Linked DNA regions of Sus scrofa: region 1 is linked to region 2. Evidence: chromatin contacts called from public HiChIP or PLAC-seq data. All regions are on one chromosome and are shown on one strand. The core of a region is the stretch at or near the end of the contact, and the rest is flanking DNA. Distances in the headings are between cores, read along the strand shown. Region 1 holds the start of CMC2 (COX assembly mitochondrial protein 2 homolog). Region 2 holds the start of GAN (gigaxonin).

What was found. HiChIP or PLAC-seq counts read pairs in DNA pulled down with a chosen protein or histone mark.
Region 1: an H3K27ac HiChIP or PLAC-seq map of alveolar macrophages shows a contact between it and region 2. The contact joins the promoter of CMC2 here to the promoter of GAN in region 2. A contact is called at or near these places in 1 of 5 promoter capture datasets (liver) and 1 of 2 datasets of contacts at active chromatin or transcription factors (alveolar macrophages).

What each region holds. Positions count from the first base shown.
Region 1 is chr6:7,252,968-7,256,875 of Sscrofa11.1, forward strand. It overlaps CMC2 (COX assembly mitochondrial protein 2 homolog), which reads left to right and starts at 1,970. Exons shown (of 2, transcript XM_021097072.1): 1 at 1,970-2,365. The coding sequence starts at 2,085. CENPN (centromere protein N) reads right to left here and starts at 1,960. Exons shown (of 11, transcript XM_021097067.1): 1 at 1,856-1,960.
Region 2 is chr6:6,987,329-6,991,340 of Sscrofa11.1, forward strand. It overlaps GAN (gigaxonin), which reads right to left and starts at 2,342. Exons shown (of 11, transcript XM_003126840.6): 1 at 1,985-2,342. The coding sequence starts at 2,151.

The DNA.
Region 1 (3,908 bases), core at 720-3,219, 270 kb after region 2:
GTGGTGTAGGTTGCAGACGCAGCTGGGATCCCACATAGCTGTGGCGGTGGCTGTGGCCGGCGGCTACAGCTCCAATTAGACCCTAGCCTGGGAACCTCCAAATGCCGTGGGAAGCGGCCCTAGAAAAAAAAAAGGCAAAAAGACAAAAAAAAAAAAAAAAAAAAGAAGAAGAATGTGGGAGCAGCATCAGGATCATGAAGACTGAGCCAGATTTGTGTCCTTGTCCAGATATAGGACCCACCTGCCTTAATGACAAGACAGACCCTCACCTTGGTCCACAGGGTCAGTGTGGTTCGGTTTGCTTCTTGCCTCCCTATCATTTATCACACTCTCCTTGGCTTTCTGAGTTCCACCTGCAGTGGCCTTTGAGTTTCTCTGCTACAAAGTGATCACTCGAGGTAAGCATCACTGTGTCTGCAGTTACCCCTGCCTGGACAGTTCCTCCTGTACCCTTGGCTCTTGTAATTCAGGTCTCAGCTAAACTCCTTCACAGACTTATTCTGACCACCCAGTTTAGTTATTTCCCTGCCTGTCTTTACAGAAATTACCTGAAGGAGTTCCCGTCGTGGCGCAGTGGTTAACGAATCCGACTAGGAACCAGGAGGTTGCGGGTTCGGTCCCTGCCCTTGTTCAGTGGGTTAACGATCCGGGTTGCCGTGAGCTGTGGTGTAGGTTGCAGACGCGGCTCGGATCCCGCGTTGCTGTGGCTCTGGCGTAGGCCAGTGGCTACAGCTCCGATTCAACCCCTAGCCTGGGAATCTCCATATGCCGCGGGAGCGGCCCAAGAAATAGCAGCAACAACAACAGACAAAAGACAAAAAAAAAAAAAAAAAAAAAAAAAAGAAATTACCTGAAGTTATCTTGCTTACTAATTACTTTATGGCATTACAATATTCGATTAAGCTCCACCAGGGCAGGAACTATGTCTTATTCATTGCTGCATTCCTAAAATCTCGAACAGGGTCGGTCTAGGCAGCCCGAGAACTGTCTAGTGGAAATAACTGAGAAATACCAGCAGCAGTACCTGACGAGGTAAACAACCTGAGAAGAATTAGGGTCCAACGGTCAGTCAAAGTAACAAACCTTCGTTCCATCAAAAACACTGGAGGTGTGGGTGGTTGTTAAAACACAGATTTCTGGGCCCCAACGATTTAAACTGGGGGGTGGAGTGGACCGAGAAGGGCTTGAGATTTTGCATTTTTAGAATAGGAGTCTTAGTTCTGGCTAAAGCTGGGGAATGCCATTCTAAAGAATTCTGGTAGAATGCACTCGATCTTATCAGTAAAGTTTGAAAGCCCTTGAATAAACTTCGGATTCTGATACCTAATTTCTTTGTATTTCCTAGCACTTAACACAACGCCTGGCAAATAGCAGGTGTTTGAAATACAGCAGTTGAATGAACACATGACAAAAAAGATCTGCTTTACATAACTTTCCTGTAAATCTACGGAGCCGAAAGGCTGCCATAAGGACCAGAAGGAGTAATGCGAGAGGCTACAAAGACTAAAAAGGATAGACGCTACGGTTAACCAAAACCTAAACATCCGACTCTGGGGAAAGGAGCAACCCAAGGTTGGGATAGTTCACCCCGTGACAGCTCGGGGCGGAGCCAGCAGGACGCAGGCCTACGTTAGGCCCCGCCCCACCACGGGCGGACGTGACGTCACCGCCCAGCATCACCGCCCTCCTCGTCTCGGCCTCAACCGTAGTCCCCAGCCCCCTGCCCAAGACCAAGACCCACTCCACGACGTGGGGCAGTTGAGAAAGAGTCGCCTCAGAGGCGTGGGATGTGGCTTCTCCAGGGCTCCTGCCACACTCGGGGGGCCCGATCCCGTGCCACCAGCGGCTGTCTTACCGTTCCACATCGCAAGCCGGCTCTCTCCTCATCTATTCCCGCCTGCTGCACCTTCAAAGCTACCAATTGCAGTTCCCGCCGCCCTCGAGCCCCGCCCACTGGAGCTCAAACTTTGGACCGTACCCTCGGCACAGGGGACCGCGTGGGGGAGCGACCGGCGTGAAACTCGCTCGGCTTCCGCCTTACTCTTGTTTTCGAAAATACTGTCTGAATGCAGTAACTCTTAGCCATGAAATATGGCTTGTCAGTTTGGCCTCAGTGTACGCCCTGCCGGCCCTCCGTGGACTCGCTCTCCCTCCCCCCACAGCACCTGAAAATGGGCCCGTCCAAGCCGGGCGGCACATGCGCCTCAGGCGGCGAGAGGCGGGGGCCGGCCCGGCAGGGTCAGCTGTGTAGGGCGCCCGGCCGCCGCCACCAGGACCTGTACCGGCGCCGAGGCCGCGGGCCTTTGAGTGCAGCGTCTACGCTGGTGAATACCGCTTCCGCTCTCCGCGTGTGGCTGCGAGTCGGGTGAGTCTCCGGAGCGCTTTCTTCCGGGCCGCGGTGCCATTGGAGGCCGCTGGACACCCACCTGTCCCCGCCCAAGGTCCTTCCCTCGTGCGCCCCGCTGCGTCCCGTCCTGCCGAGACTTCTTGCCCCCTCGGAGGTTGGGGCCGCCGCTCTGGGGATTGCCTGAGCCCCGAACCCTCCAGCATTCGCCGAGGACGCGCTGGTAGTTGAGAGTAGGCTTTGGTGTAGACCTTTCCTCTGCTGGAGTAGGCCCCGCTGCTCTCTAGCCTCTGACCTTGGGCGAGCTGCTCCTAACCCTGGGCCTCAGCTTCCTCGCCTGTGAAATGGGTGTAACACATCGCGTTGGTTGTGAGAAGGGATGCCCTTAACGCTGTGTTTGCCACGGTGAGCGCTCGCTACCTTGTGTGCTTATTGCTGTTACTGAATAGCTGGGAGTAGAGAAATTGCCTGCAGAAGGTGGGATCCTGTTAGGGCGCTTCTCAGCTGCGGCGAAAGTTGCCACCAACTCGCGGCGTGAGAATCCAGATTGCCAATATCCCCAGCAGTACACTTTTCAAGGAAAGTGACGTTCAAATCCCTTTTCTTGGGTGTGAAGATTACCTTGCTTGTCGTTTCACAATGAGTGCTTTATGAAGAGTCTTAAATAAATCCGAGTTCTGGAAATCCTTCGTTTGAAGATTTAAATATGTAAAAGAACTTTTAGCTGGCAAAGGAATTTTGTTGTGACAGCCCTTGAATCTCTCCTATACATAAAAGCTTCTGGGCTTGTTTGGTGGGTTTAAAATGAGCCTCATTTCCATTCTTTTTTGTTTGTTTTTCTTAAAAACTATGTTGCCCTCTGAACCAGTTCTCAAAGCTGTGATAATCCTGCGTTCAACATTGGGCAAACATGTATTAGGCATTGACTGTGTGCCTTTAAGGAGAATATTCCCTTCCTCACTAGCCAGTATGGTCTTTGAGGTATATGAACTACTTTTTTTTTTTTTCCTGAAACTCACTTGATTTGACGGAGTGCTCAGCACCAAATAAGTGCTGATAAATATTAGTTTAGAGACGGTTACCACTGGGCCCATCTCTTAGAAACTCTGTGCATTGCTCTCCAAAGCAGTGGGCATGGTCTGTAGTCTGGGAGCACTTGTCACTTTCTTAGCAGCATCTGTTGAGATTTGGTCGCTTTGCGGCTGTGATAGGTAGATGTGGGTAGGTTGAGTAGTCCCCTGCTACTGTTGTTATGGTGCAGTTTGACATAGAGACATGCTAATTCAACTAACTCCAGTGCTTTCTGAAATGTAGGTTTTAAAAGAAAAGTATATTTTAGAAAGCTTAAGTATTATTTTACAGTTTTTCCTGGAGATTCTTAAGTTTCTGAACAAGAGACTTCTGGCCTTGTTTTAAAATGCCATTTGAAATTTTAACTGTAGGGTAAATTTCTTTCTGGCAAAGCTGCACAATGGCAAAACCTTTCTAAAGAAAACCTGAGTGGCATTAAAATGCAGGGTTTCCCCCTTTTGATTATAGATCTATTATAGATCTACCAAAGTGT
Region 2 (4,012 bases), core at 1,092-3,591:
GAGCCTCTGAAATGCAAACGCCAGAGCCGGTCCTCCTGTGTCCAGTCTGCTGTGGCAGAAAGGAAGGCAGTCCCTGCTTCTGCCCAGCTGCTAAGCACTAGGCACTGCATGCCAGGGATACGTAAGGAACAAAAAGGAAAAGCCCCTGGCCTCAGGGAGCTTCCAGTGTGGCTGGAGAAGACCCACAAAGTAAATGAGTAAAATGTAGGATATATCAGAGTCGTAAGTGCTACAGACAAAAATGAAGCACAGACAGGGGAGCGCGTGTATTTGGTGATTTTCTTTTTCTTTCTTTCTTTTTTTGTTTTTTTTCTAGGGCCACACCTGAGGCATACGGAGGTTCCCAGGCTAGGGGTCTAATCGGAGCTATAGCTGCCAGCCTATGTCACAGCCACAGCAACGCAGGATCCGAGCCACGTCTGTGACCTACACCACAGCTCAAAGGCAACGCCGGATCCTTAACCCATTGAGTGAAGCCGAGGATCGAACCCAAAACCTCATGTTTCCTAGTGGGATTTGTTTCTGCTGCACCACGACAGCAACTCCTGTACTTGATTTTTGATTTTCTTTTAAGCCAAGTGGATGCCACTTAAAGAAGGGAAATAATGCATCTAAAGTAGTTTTCCTGAGCAATTCCCCCAACAGGGAAGAATACTCTGGATACAGGGAAGACTCTGGCCTGCTGATTTCAATTTTATGTTGATTGCTCACAGCTCTGAACTGCCAGCTATGAGCCGTTTGTCCTGTTGGCAATCTAAATTCCACACTAACGGCGACACCCCCCAAACCCATTATTAAATCCACAAGGAGTGCAAATGAATTTAAGAAGGAGAGCCAGGAAAGTTACCAGAGCGCTTGCATTGCTTCTGAGTTGGCACAAATGTCTCCTAATGCAAAGGTTAAAATGCAGTTTGTGTGTCGGATTTCTGCTAGGATAAAGCACTAAGAATACAGTACACATCATTTTGCTTTTTCTGACCTGTCAATTTCAGTGACATTCTCTACTATTAGTCTATATTTAACCAGCTTACTGGGCAGTTTCTATAGCTTTTAGCAGTTTTTTTTCCTTTTATTAAAAGACCGACCCAGTTTGCAAGAAAGTTGCTAAAACAGACCCCTTCCAAATGGGATACAATTGCAAGTGCACTGTGTCTTATCAACCTTTAATTCACCTCATCAGCTGAGCTAGCAAATCAGGTTAAGCTTTGTTTTAAAACGCCTCCTCTATGTCGCTAAAAGCTCGTGGTCCTCGGGGGGTAAGCATCCTGAGAACTAGTCCTTAAAATGTGCTACAGCTTAGTCTAACGTGTGTCTATAACGCACTACCCTTCCTTTTAAACACTTCCCACAAGGGAGTGGAAAAGTCACTTTTGAGAAGAACTTGGGCCTTGAGGGATCAGATCATCCATCCTAAGGAGGAAATCCAATAGCGTTTTCCCTCTGCCCACACCCGAAGGGAGGTGTTTGTTTGGCTCCGCGAGAGGGGCGCTCCCTGGCCGCGTTCTCGGCGCCGGGCCCGGCCCACTGTGAGTCGATTTGGAGGCGAACGACGGGCCGGCAAACTTCAGCCGGGATCCGCGAGCTGGGCCCCGGCGAAGGGGCGGGCTCTTCCCCGGTGCGGCCCCGCCCTACTTGCGGGTGCGGGTCTGGGGCCTCCGGGGCTCGGAAGCCCGAGTGAGCGCGAGGTGGTGGGACCCTGAAGGGAGAGGATGGGGGTATTGTGGTGAGGGTTCAACTCCAGAGGGGCAGTGGTCCGGTGGGGGCATGGGCCCAGCCCGGGGGCGACCAAGGCCACAAGGGCTGTCCTGGGGGGCGGCGACGGGTGAGGCCCGGCCGGGGTGTCTACCTGGGGGGACACCGCGCTCAGCGGTGACCAGAGGGACCCCAGCGGCTGGGGGGTGGGGACCTTGGGCTCCCGGGACACGCCCGACTCGCCCCGCCCCTGGGATCCCGGCAGCGCGGCCCCGCCCGGCCCCCTCCTCACCTGATGTACGGGCTGGCAGCTGCCAGGATGTTCTTCTGCACCGGAATCTCTTCCCCGTCGAGGACCAGGTGCGCGTCGCAGAAGCGGGACTCCTCGCGGAAAGAGCTGAGCGCTCGCAGCAGGCGCGCGGCGTGGTGAGGGTCGGACACGGCGCTGCCCTCGGCCATCGCGGTGCCCACTCCTCAGCTCGTGGGTCCGGCTCTTGACACCGCCCAACTAGACCCCTCCAGCGGCCCGCTTACGGCGCGCGTCCCGTCTGCCCAGCCCGCGCGCGCCCGCCTGCCCGGCCCGGCTCTCAGCGCTCGGAGCACAAGCGCGAGCCTCCGAAACGCGCCTGCGCCATCCGCGGCGCGAAGGGCCGGCGCCTTTAAGGAGCCACGGCGTTGCGTCATTTCTCCGCGACGCCCCCGCGCCCTAGCGCCCTCCCTCGCGCCCGCCGTCGCCGGAGGCGGCCAATCAGAAGCCTCGTTGCTACGCGGGACCGGCTGGTGTACGAAGGGCGCAGTGATGAGGGGCAGTCTACGGGTTGGAGAGATCCCTGCAGCGGTGGAGGGGTGCGCGGGCAGGGTAACTCTGTGGTTAAGCCCGTGGCCTCTGGCGCGGTGAGTCTGAATCCGAGTGTGAGCTCTTCCACTCACTAGCTGTGTGACCGTTGGGTAAGGTGCCCATCCTCACTTTGTCCATCTGCAACATGAAATCGATTTCTTAGTGTTGCTGCAGACTCCTATGAGGTAGCGCAAGTAAGCGAGGGCGCAGTAGGTGTAGCTTTTATTATTTACAGGGGAAAAGGCGCTTCCCAGGTAAGAGCACAGAGACTCGAGAAAGGGGGCCCTTAAAAGAGGGTTTGAGTTGCGGGCAAGACCCGGGGGGACATGTAGATGAAGAAGCACGCAGGGCCTCCTTAGTTGTCATGAGGTTGGTCTTGACCCTGTAGGTGTTAGGAACCACGAGAGGGTTTTAAGCAGAGCGTTTGTATGAAGATCAGTCAGCTGCTGCGTGGAGAATGGGGGGGTGGGGATGGAGTGTTTGCAAAAGGCAGAAATATGCTTAACTGTTGCTGTACTTGAGGGAAGGGAATGGTGGCCTGGATGGAATGGTGATGATAGAGGTGGACAGTAGTGGATGGCTTTAAAAGAACAGGCAGAAGGGGACCAGCATAATGTTCTGGGTTGAGTAACTGCATGATGTTAGTACGTTGCAGAGGGACATAGAAACGCTGAAGGAGTGGAAGGTAGCAAGGCCAGATGTTCATATACATCCAGGCTCCCCACCCAGTGAAGATCAAGGTGCTGACTTTGGATCAAGCACCTCCAGGTCAGGTTGGCTTGCAGGTTGTCTGACATTTCCTGGAACGTTGCTAAGGGTACATGGGAATGTGGATTGTAGCCCCCATTTTGTACAGACATTAGCTGCTCCACAAGCTTCTGAAGACTTAGCTGTTTTAGGAGGGCCAAGGACCAGAAGACTATGTCCAGCATTCTAGAGAAGGCCATGTGAGATTTTCACTGGATCACCTCAGTGTTTTCCTTCTGCCAACTCAGAAGCGCCAATAAAGTCCTGGATCTTTACCCTGAGCGAGCCAAGGCTTTGGAGTTACTGGCAACAATCAGAGTATGTAACTCTGGTGGAGTCACTGGCAAAAGAATAGATTGGGAGAATGATGTTACTAGTGGAAGGTCCAGGTAATACAGCCCAGTGTTTATGGATGAAATGATAAAAAAAAAAAAACAAAAAAACATCTAGGATTGGCTTCAAAACGAAGGGACAAGGGAAGTGGGTGGTGATATAAATGAATCAAAGTAGTTTCTACTTGTTAAAGCCAGGTCCTGGGTACCTGGAGATTCATTGTACTAGTGTGTGTGTGTGTGTGTGTGTGTGTGTGTGTGTGTGTGTGTGTGTGTGTGTGTGTGTGTGTGTGTGTTTTAAGATGTCGTAATACAAAGTAAAGAGGATAAGCAGCTGGAGCGTATCTCCTCCCAGGATCCCAGCAGTCAACACTTTTTTCCTTGAACTTGTTGCTGTACTTTG